Regions from separate parts of the Mus musculus genome. Here region 2 is linked to region 1. Evidence: chromatin contacts called from public promoter capture Hi-C data. All regions are on one chromosome and are shown on one strand. The core of a region is the stretch at or near the end of the contact, and the rest is flanking DNA. Distances in the headings are between cores, read along the strand shown. Region 1 holds the start of Insyn1 (inhibitory synaptic factor 1). Region 2 holds the start of Skor1 (SKI family transcriptional corepressor 1).

Region 1 (4,908 bases), core at 1,573-4,072:
CTGGAAAGCCACAGGGCTCAAAGCTTGCCCCTCTCCTCAGTTTCCTACAGCCTCCTTCCCCAAACACAGCTGGTGGGGGAGCTTGAAGCCATATCTCAGAATGATCCATTCTCCCACTATCTCTGCAGGGGCCTTGGTTACAAGCAGTTGAAAGTTGCCTAAAGCCCACCTGGCTGGTGAAATGGCACCCAGCGGGCGAATTCAGGCCAGCGGCTCAGAATGCTGGTCATGCATTTTGGACTTGAACACAACCCAGGGGGCAGGGTGGAAGACATGTGTACCTCATTACTCCAGCAATGTGGGAAGCAGTAATTAAACTAGGTTCTGCTTAGAAAGACAGAGAGGCTTTCTCCGTGACTTTTTGGTCTTTGCAAAAAACCACCCAGAAGCATGTCCTGCAAGGGGGTGGGATGGGGGTGGGGACTCAGCTCCGTTAAAAAAAAATTAATCTTTTTTTAAATGTATGTACAGAGAAGGACCTCTGATCCTTACCAGAATCTCCCAGCCACCTTTTAACTCCAGGGCAGGGAGGTTACAGCTGGTCTTAACTCCTCCTGCTTTTGGAATATCTGATCTTTTGAGCTGATAAATCTTTTTGAGCTGGGCCTCAAGCAATGAGGATTGACCAGACAGTCATCCACACTCTCCTAGAGTCCTTGCTCAGAGTCTAGGAGGTAAACAGTGGGGTCAAGGGACAGACAACTTGGGTTTCAGAAGAATGTGTCCCATTAAGAATAGAGTAGGGCAGATTTAGTCCTCACTGAGCACCCGGAGTACTAACCATAGAGATGGGCCCACTGACAGCTGCTCGGTCTCTGCCACACCAAGGCCCCATCACCAGCTCTGGGGATAGGGATTTTTAAGCAAACCAGATTTGAAGTAAGGAGAATGGAAAGGGGATGGGTGCTCAGTGGAAACAGGCCATGTGCACATAGCATTGCACACTCAAGACACAGGCAAATGCTTTACTGCTGAGCCCAGCCAGTCAGGGTGAGGGGGGTCTGTGTGGCCCCTGCTGGCCTCTTAACTCACCTCCCTCAGCTCCTTAGCCACTTCTTTGAGTTCTCTCAGGATGCCTTCAAGTTGCCCGATGACCATCTTCATGCGCTGTCGAATCCGCTCTCTCTCTCCACCACTGTTGGGGTCGTCACTGGGCTGCCCGAGGTCCGGGGCACCCCGAATGTTCATCCTTCACCACGTGGCCGCAAGCCTGCCCATACTCGCCCCAGCGGGGCACACGCTTCGTCTGCCTCCACGGAGCCCCCCTCGGCCGGGCAGAGCTCCACATTTTAACGGCCCCCCAGCCTACCCTGGCCTTGGGCGGCCCTCACCCAGCCCCTGCAGCCTGCCACTCCACCTACTCGCCTCTGGGTGGGGGATGGAGCACCCAGAGGGAGACAGAGTCTGACAGGGTGGGAGGGGGGTCAAGGTGAGGACACAGGAGGGCAAGGGGAGGGGCCTTAGGGCCCAAGAACAGCTTCCAGGACTTGAAGTGCCTATGGTGTACAGAGCTGATCTTTGCCCGAATCTGGATGCGGAGGCAGGGGGATGATTCTGCAAGGACTAAGGGTAAGAGATGCCCTTGGGATGGGGGAAGGCAGCAATCCCCTCGCAACTCCTAGGCAGTTACAAAGGCAGAGGTCTCTAGATGCAGCTGAACCAGCACAGGGACGGTGATCAGGATCTTCCAGATGTGGAGGGGGCTCCAGATGTGAACAGCACTGGAGAGGGAACTGGATTGGAGGAGGGCAGCCCCCTGCAGAAAGAGCGAGCCTGGCGTCAGCCCTCCCAGGCTGCTGCACCAGCCTGCTGCTGCTGCCTCCCTCTTCTCTCTGCCTGCACCCTCCTTCCTAGCTGGAGATTTATTTATTTATTTATTTATTTATTTATTTAGTGGGGAGGGGTGGTGGAGGCAGATAGTTTTCAACACCCTTCTTCAACAGAAGAGTGGAGGAGCCCCTGTTTTAGAGGAATGAGCCCTTAGCCTCCTCTGGAGCACTCTAGCCGTGGTGCACCCCCCGCCCCCAGCCACCAACCAAGCTTGGCCAGACTGGTTTAGCACAGGGCCTCTCCAGCTCTCCAACCTTCTTTCAATGCCCACAGGGTGCCCTCCTTCCCAGAGGACCCTTTCTCCCCCAACCCCGCCTTCCCTCCGAACCCTCCGAAGCTGGACTCCCCTACTCACCAAGGGTGGGGGCAGTGGCCTTTCCTCTAAGCAGTGTCGGGGCCGAGCCACAAGACGAGGTTGGGGGGCCCCCAAGGCTCCCTAGGGCGGGCTTCTCTCTCTGGACCCTTCGGCTCCTGGCCTCAGGAAGGTCTTCCGAGCGGTGACCGGAGACATCTGGGCGGTGGGAGGGGGCGGGGCCTCCGCGCTCCGGGGAAGGGGGCAAAAAAAAAAAATCCCCAAAAATCTCCTCACCACGCTCGCCAGGCTCCCGGTCGCGAGGGTCCGGCGAGCTCGGAGGCCCCGAGGCCACAGGTGACCCGAGCCGAGGTGACACCGGTCCGGTCCAGGCGACTAAGCCAAAGTCGGAGGGCTGGGGAGGGCGCCGGGATCCCCTCAGCCCACGCCCGGCATTCCCCGGGCTCCACAGGGTTCGCGATTCTCTCTGTCCATTCTAGATGGGCAGGTCTGAGCCCCTCCGGGGTCTGTCCTGCCTTTGCCTTGCTCTGCCCTTCCCGAGCTGGCACTGCTAGGTGTCCGGGGTGTACTCAGCCGGGACCCAGAATGTCCGTGCTCCGGCCCGGGCGACGTCTGGAGCGGCCGCAGAAACCGCTCAGTCCAGCCCGGCAGTCGGCTCCATCAACGGTGGGGAAAGTCCGGATTCCTTCGCGTCTCGGGGGAGGGGAAGCAGCCGTGGCCAGGGGGACCCGGTGTCGAGCACAGCGGAGATGAGTGCACGAGGTCGGGGGGGCCTCAGCACGGCGGGGCTCAGCCGAGGAAGCAAAGGAAAGCAGAAGGGGGCGAGCGAGACGCCAGGGAGGCGATGGAGGAGGCGCGCCGGGCCCGGCCAGGCACACCGGGCGCGCAGCCTCCGCTCGGCTCCACCGCCTCCAGCGCGCTCGCTCACGGCTCCGCGCCTCGCGGCCCGGGGCGCCGGGTAGCTGCCGATGGGGCAAACGAGGCACCGGGGCTGCTCGGGCCTTTCTCCCCGGCTGCTTCGCCCTCGCCCTGCCCTGCCCTGCCCTGCCCACCCGGCTCCGCGGGCCTGGCCCGCTTACCCCGAGCGCCGCCGCGCCCCGCCGGACTGGCCGCCCGGCCGGGCGCAGGCTCCCTCAAAGGCCGCCGGGCTCGCGCGGCTCCGCTCGCCTCGGCGCTGGCAGTGAAGGGGCCGGCCCCGCGCGCCGGGAGGGAGCTTTTAAAGCGACACACACGCCTCCCAGCGCCCAGAACCGAGCGCGCGAGCCGGGGGGTCTCACCACCCTAGGGAGCGGGTTGGACTGGGCGCCAGCGGACCTGGAGGAGAACTAGCCCGGCCACTGCCCGCTGCCCTGGGCGCACAGAGGCCCAGACTTGACTCCAAGTTCCTTCACCTCCTTTTTACACAATCCCTTGACCCTCCTCCCCTCACGGTGGTGCGTCCCGGGGTTCCCCTTCTGGCTGTTACCCTCCTCTGCCATCATACCTCAAACTGTCCCAAATCTTGTGTCAGTTCAGTAAATAGAATCCAGCCAACCTTTACTGAACACCTATTGTGTGCCACGCTCTGGCCGAGAGGGAGGGCAGAGTGGGTGCTGGGCTGTTTCTGAAGGTTCTGTTCCCCTAGTTCTTCACCTAAGTTTTCAACATATTTTTGTTCTCTCTCTCTCTCTCTCTCTCTCTCTCTCTCTCTCTCTCTCTCTCCCTCCCTCCCTCCCTCCCTCCCTCCCTCCTTCCTTCCTTCCTTCCTTCCTTCCTTCCTTCCTTCCTTTTCTTTCAGGCCCTGTTGAGGAGGAAATATCGAGGAAATTTCCCCATGAGGACATTCTTGAGTAAACTGAAGGGTGGTGCATGTAGTTCTAGGAGCGTTGCTAACTTGGCAGGTATGGGGTAACTAGGAGGAAGCACAGGCCACCCCCACTCCCCCAAGTTCTTCCCAGGAATTCAACCCTTGAGCTGAATCTTAACAGAAGATTCAGTGGGAGTCCCGGTGACCGGTGACCTTGCCCTGGGGAAGGGAGGAATCTGCTTCCTAGAGGGAAGGAAGATAGGGGGAAGGAACCACTCAGGAGCAAATGTGGGGGAGGGCAAGTTTCAGTCTAAGTGGCCCTGTTGGTGCCACTGGGAAGACTGTATGAAGTGGAACAGAGAAAAACCAGATCAGGAAACAGGAGGCTGTGGACAGAAGCTTGGAATTTAGACCTGGTGGTGGTGGAGTACACCTTTAATCGCAGCACTTGGGAGGCAGACAAGTGGATCTCTGTGAGCTCGAGACCAGCCTGGTCTGCCAGAGTCAGGGCTGTTACACAGAGAAACCCTGTTTTGGAAAACAAACCAAACCAAACCAAAAAAAAAAAAAAAAAAAAAAAAGCACTTGGAATTTATCCTTTGGCAGAAGGGGCCTGTGCAGATTTGGGGGGCAGGAGGAGGAAGTCAGGTCCTATCTGCCCTCCTAAGGGACCCCACTAAACTCCCAAAAGTCAATGGTGGGTTTGAGGAGGCCACAAGCCAGGTGCTCCATTAGGAAGTCCTAACTGAGCTGAGGGAGGCCAGCAACAGGGATGTGGAGGAAGGGGTGCTCTTGGTGACATCACTTGGTGACTTCCTGAGAGACTCTGAACTTTGAGAACTAGGGGGAGGCACACTTGAGCTTCTGGTTTATAGCTTGTTGGGCTGAGTAAATGGTTGTGTGCATCTGAGCCTTCTGGGGTGAAGGGCAGAAGTCTGGGACAGGTTGAAAGAATCAGAAGGAAAATAGACCCCTGTTC
Region 2 (4,746 bases), core at 452-2,951, 4.7 Mb before region 1:
CCACAGGAGCGGGCCAGGGGGTCCCCATGCCGCCCTGAGCACTGCTCCTTGTCCCTGAGTGCGGCCCTTCGTTGGTGCTTTCTTCTTTGGCCCTCGAAATGCTGTTTCCTTCCTAGGGTCCCTCACTTCTCCGGGCTCCAAGGCCAAAAGCCCTTTGGGAAAACCCCTTGGGGACTCAGGAGCCCCAGCTTCAGGTGGACGCTCCAGGCTCAGGGTGTCCTCTTCACTCTATGCGGGCCCGGTACATTTGCCCAGAAATCCCAGAAGCCATCGTCATTTCCCACAGCTGCGGGCCCCCTTAGCCACCTCCTCAGCCTGTGTGAGAGCCGTCCCTGGGACACCTAGCTCGCCTTGTTGACCCCTCAGCCAGGGAGTTAGCACAGTAGTTTGCTTGCCTCCTAAAATGTTACTGGGGATTTCAGTGACAAGGGAGGATCAACTTGCCTCAGTTTGACTGGAAGAGATGAAACAGATAATAAATAGGTTGATACTTGAACAAGATACAAGATAGATGGGAGAAAGAGCGGTGAGCTGGCAGCGACAGACAGCTCAGGGACAGATAAGATCGACAAATAAGTATCTAAGCAAACAGAGGGAGGGAAAGATACCTGCAGACCAAAGATGCCAGGTTCTTAGCTTTGGAATTCGGATCCCTGTTAGAGTGAAGCTACCCCTCTGAAATGGATTTGCTTTTCCAGCCAAGTTCGGAGGAGGGAGTCCTAGGGACTAGATTGGCGGCAAGAGCGCCTGCCGCCCAGCATTGGGTCCATGGAGCCCTGAGTGTCTGAAGACACGTGAGGTGACTGGGCGACCTAGAAGGCCCTAAACATCAATTCCTGGGTCCTCCACCAGGCTAGACTGTGGATACAGCTTCCTCTCTGCCTTCTCCAGAGATCAAAGCGAGGGACCAGCAGCAACTTTTTAGTGCTTGGAGTTTTACAGTGGCTTCCAAGAGTGGCCAAGATTCCTTCTAGCCCATCTGAGCTGATGTCGGGGCATGAAGGATACTCAAAGAGGAGTCACCCCCACAAAAGGAGCAGCCCAGAGCCTGGGGAGCCTGTGTTGGGTCTGAGTAAGAAAAGCTGTGTGGAAGAGGACAGAAAGCTCAGGGGCATGTTTCCAAAGCTAAAAAGTGACTCCAGAGAAACGCCTGTGAGAACCTCTCTGTCCCAAGCGCTGACAAGAGGGGAGCCGGCTTTAGTCTGGAATGCAGCTAAAAAATGCAGAAAATGTGGTTAGAGACTGCGTGATCCCGGCCTAACTGATGGCTGGCAAGAAAGCGTTTTGTAAACCCAGCTGGACTCTTTCTGCTCAAGGAACACCGGGCTCAAGGAGTCAGAAGAGAAGTACAGGTTTGTGCAAACCGGTACTGTTGTCCCTGGAAGCCGGTCACCACGAAGATAGGTGCATTGGGGGCCACCCGAGGTCGTGGTGCACGCGACAAGCTTTGGAAAGGGTAGGGTTCAGCACCGCGAACAGCAGTGGCCTCCTCCTCTTCCTTCTATCCTCCTCCTTCAACCTCCATCCCTCCCCCTTCTCCCTGCCCCCACCCCTACATCCTGCAGTTTGTGATGGGCAGTGAGTGCCCCTCCTTCGCCTCCCCACCTCTCCCTTCACTGCCCCCGCCCGCACGCGTGCATGCGCGACTGAGCAGAGGGGCCGCTGGTCCCTGAAGTCCGGGCTTCAGGACCCTGGCGGGCAGGGCGAGCTGTGAGGTAGCTGAAGGCACGCAAACCTGAGTGCCGGCTGGAAAGCCTGGATTTGGCTATGGCATTGCTGTGTGGCCTTGGGCAAGTCACTCTCCGTCTCTGGGTCCCACTTCCTTTCCAATCTGAAAACAGGATTGGTTTCCTGGCAGCCGGGGCTTTCCTGAGGTTTCGATTTTCCCTTTTCCTCCCTTAGCCCCCCGGGTGCTTTTGTTTCAGCTCAGAAGCTGGTCTGAATAACAAAAGGGGCCAGTCCGTGGGACGAATGAGCTTGAGCTCCCCACTGCCAAGTAACCCCCTCGCACCCCACACGTTGCGCCCCGCTGGGCGGGCCTGAACCTAGGTAGCGGCGCTAAAAAAATGGCTCATCTGCTCTCTGCTCTCTCTGTTTCGCAGGAGCGGCGGCATGGAGGCTCTCACCACTCAGCTGGGGCCGGGACGCGAGGGCAGCTCCTCTCCCAACTCCAAGCAAGAGCTGCAGCCCTACTCGGGATCCAGCGCCCTTAAACCCAACCAGGTGGGCGAGACGTCGCTGTACGGGGTACCCATCGTGTCGCTGGTCATTGATGGGCAGGAGCGCCTGTGCCTAGCCCAGATCTCCAACACCCTGCTCAAAAACTACAGCTACAATGAGATCCACAACCGCCGCGTGGCCCTGGGCATCACATGCGTGCAATGCACGCCGGTGCAGCTGGAGATACTGCGTCGGGCCGGGGCCATGCCCATCTCCTCTCGCCGCTGTGGTATGATCACAAAACGAGAGGCCGAACGCCTGTGCAAGTCGTTCCTGGGCGAGCACAAGCCCCCCAAACTGCCTGAGAACTTCGCCTTTGACGTGGTGCACGAGTGCGCATGGGGCTCTCGGGGCAGCTTCATCCCTGCCCGTTACAACAGCTCTCGTGCTAAGTGCATCAAGTGCGGCTACTGCAGTATGTATTTCTCTCCCAACAAGTTCATCTTCCATTCGCACCGCACACCCGACGCCAAGTACACTCAGCCCGACGCCGCCAACTTTAACTCGTGGCGTCGGCACCTCAAACTCAGTGACAAGTCGGCCACCGACGAACTGAGCCACGCTTGGGAGGACGTCAAGGCTATGTTTAATGGCGGTACGCGCAAGCGGACCTTCTCCCTGCAAGGGGGCGGCGGAGGCGGCGCTAATAGCGGGTCTGGTGGTGCAGGGAAGGGCGGCGCTGGTGGCGGTGGCGGTCCAGGGTGCGGCTCAGAGATGGCCCCAGGCCCACCGCCCCACAAAAGTCTGCGCTGCGGTGAAGACGAGGCGGCTGGGCCTCCCGGGCCACCTCCACCGCATCCGCAGCGCGCACTTGGCCTGGCGGCGGCAGCTAGTGGCCCTGCAGGACCTGGAGGACCTGGGGGCAGCGCAGGGGTTCGCAGCTACCCGGTGATTCCAGTGCCCAGCAAAGGTTTTGGCCTCTTGCAAAAGCTGCCCCCGCCTCTTTTCCCGCATCCTTACGGTTTCCCCACAGCATTCGGCCTATGTCCCAAAAAGGACGACCCAGTGTTGGTCGCCGGAGAACCCAAGGGAGGCCCTGGCACCGGGAGCAGTGGGGGCGCTGGCACCGCCGCGGGTGCGGGTGGCCCGGGAGCTGGCCACTTGCCCCCAGGAGCAGGGCCCGGCCCTGGTGGCGGCACAATGTTCTGGGGACATCAACCTTCCGGCGCAGCCAAGGACGCAGCGGCGGTAGCTGCCGCAGCTGCCGCCGCCACTGTATACCCGACGTTTCCCATGTTCTGGCCAGCAGCCGGGAGCCTCCCGGTGCCTCCTTACCCGGCCGCTCAGAGCCAAGCTAAGGCCGTAGCGGCCGCGGTGGCTGCGGCTGCTGCTGCAGCGGCGGCGGCGGCTGGCGGGGGCGGTCCTGAGTCTTTGGACGGTGCCGAGCCAGCTAAAGAGGGCAGCCTCGGTACGGAGGAGCGCTGCCCGAGCGCTCTATCCCGCGGGCCCCTGGACGAGGACGGTGCGGACGAGGCGCTGCCACCGTCTCTGGGTCCCCTGCCCCCTCCGCCACCGCCACCTGCTCGCAAAAGCTCCTACGTGTCAGCCTTCCGACCCGTAGTTAAGGATGCAGAGAGCATCGCTAAGCTCTACGGCAGCGCGCGCGAGGCCTATGGCTCCGGACCTGCTCGCGGGCCAGTGCCCGGCACCGGGACCGGAGGGGGCTACGTGAGCCCGGACTTTCTGAGCGAGGGCAGCTCCAGCTATCATTCTGCCTCGCCCGACGTGGACACCGCGGACGAACCGGAGGTGGACGTAGAGTCCAACCGCTTCCCCGACGAGGAGGGAGCCCAGGACGACACCGAGCCCAGGGCACCCAGCACGGGAGGTGGCCCAGACGGCGACCAGCCTGCTGGGCCCCCATCTGTTACATCCTCAGGCGCCGACGGCCCCACAGACTCTGCGGATGGCGATAGTCCTCGCCCTCGCCGCCGCCTTGGGCCACCGCCCGCTATCAGATCCGCATTCGGGGACCTGGTGGCCGATGATGTGGTGCGGAGAACTGAGCGGAGTCCACCAAGCGGCGGCTATGAGCTGCGAGAGCCTTGCGGGCCCCTGGGAGGCCCCGGGGCGGCCAAGGTGAGCCTGGTGCACCTCGCCGGTGGCGCCTCCTCCCTTACGCCATTCTGCCCTCGTACACAGCCGCTGCGGGCCAGGTGTGGGAACTGGGATTCTGTTCTGTTGTGGCGGACGAGCAGCAGGTCCCAGCTGCTCTTCGCAGCCCCAGCCGGGGGCGCGCTGTGGCATTGGGCTCGCTGGGAGGGACGCAGGGCTGAGGGATTCGGAAAATCCGGGGGACTGGCCTGAGAAACAGCGAGTGCGATTTTGGATTTGTTGATGCGGGAGGTGAGGAGAGTTGCAGAGACAGTTAGGCACCCAGAAAGAGAGACAAAGGGTCTGGAGGAAGAAAGAGGTAGAAAGAAAGGGCCTGAGGACCAGAGAAAGAAGCCCTGGAGGCCAGGCCCAACGTGTGTGCCTGCACGCGTAAGGATGACACCCGAGGAACACCATAGTAGCGAGAGAAGA

What was found. Promoter capture Hi-C pulls out the DNA fragments that hold promoters and counts their contacts.
Region 2: a contact with region 1 is called in a promoter capture Hi-C map of embryonic stem cells. The contact joins the promoter of Skor1 here to the promoter of Insyn1 in region 1.

The regions. Positions count from the first base shown.
Region 1 is chr9:58,486,517-58,491,424 of GRCm38.p6, reverse strand. It overlaps Insyn1 (inhibitory synaptic factor 1), which reads right to left and starts at 2,822. Exons shown (of 3, transcript NM_176921.4): 1 at 2,186-2,822; 2 at 1,033-1,756. The coding sequence starts at 1,188.
Region 2 is chr9:63,143,935-63,148,680 of GRCm38.p6, reverse strand. Skor1 (SKI family transcriptional corepressor 1) reads left to right here and starts at 1,701. Exons shown (of 9, transcript NM_172446.3): 1 at 1,701-1,874; 2 at 2,103-4,299. The coding sequence starts at 1,768.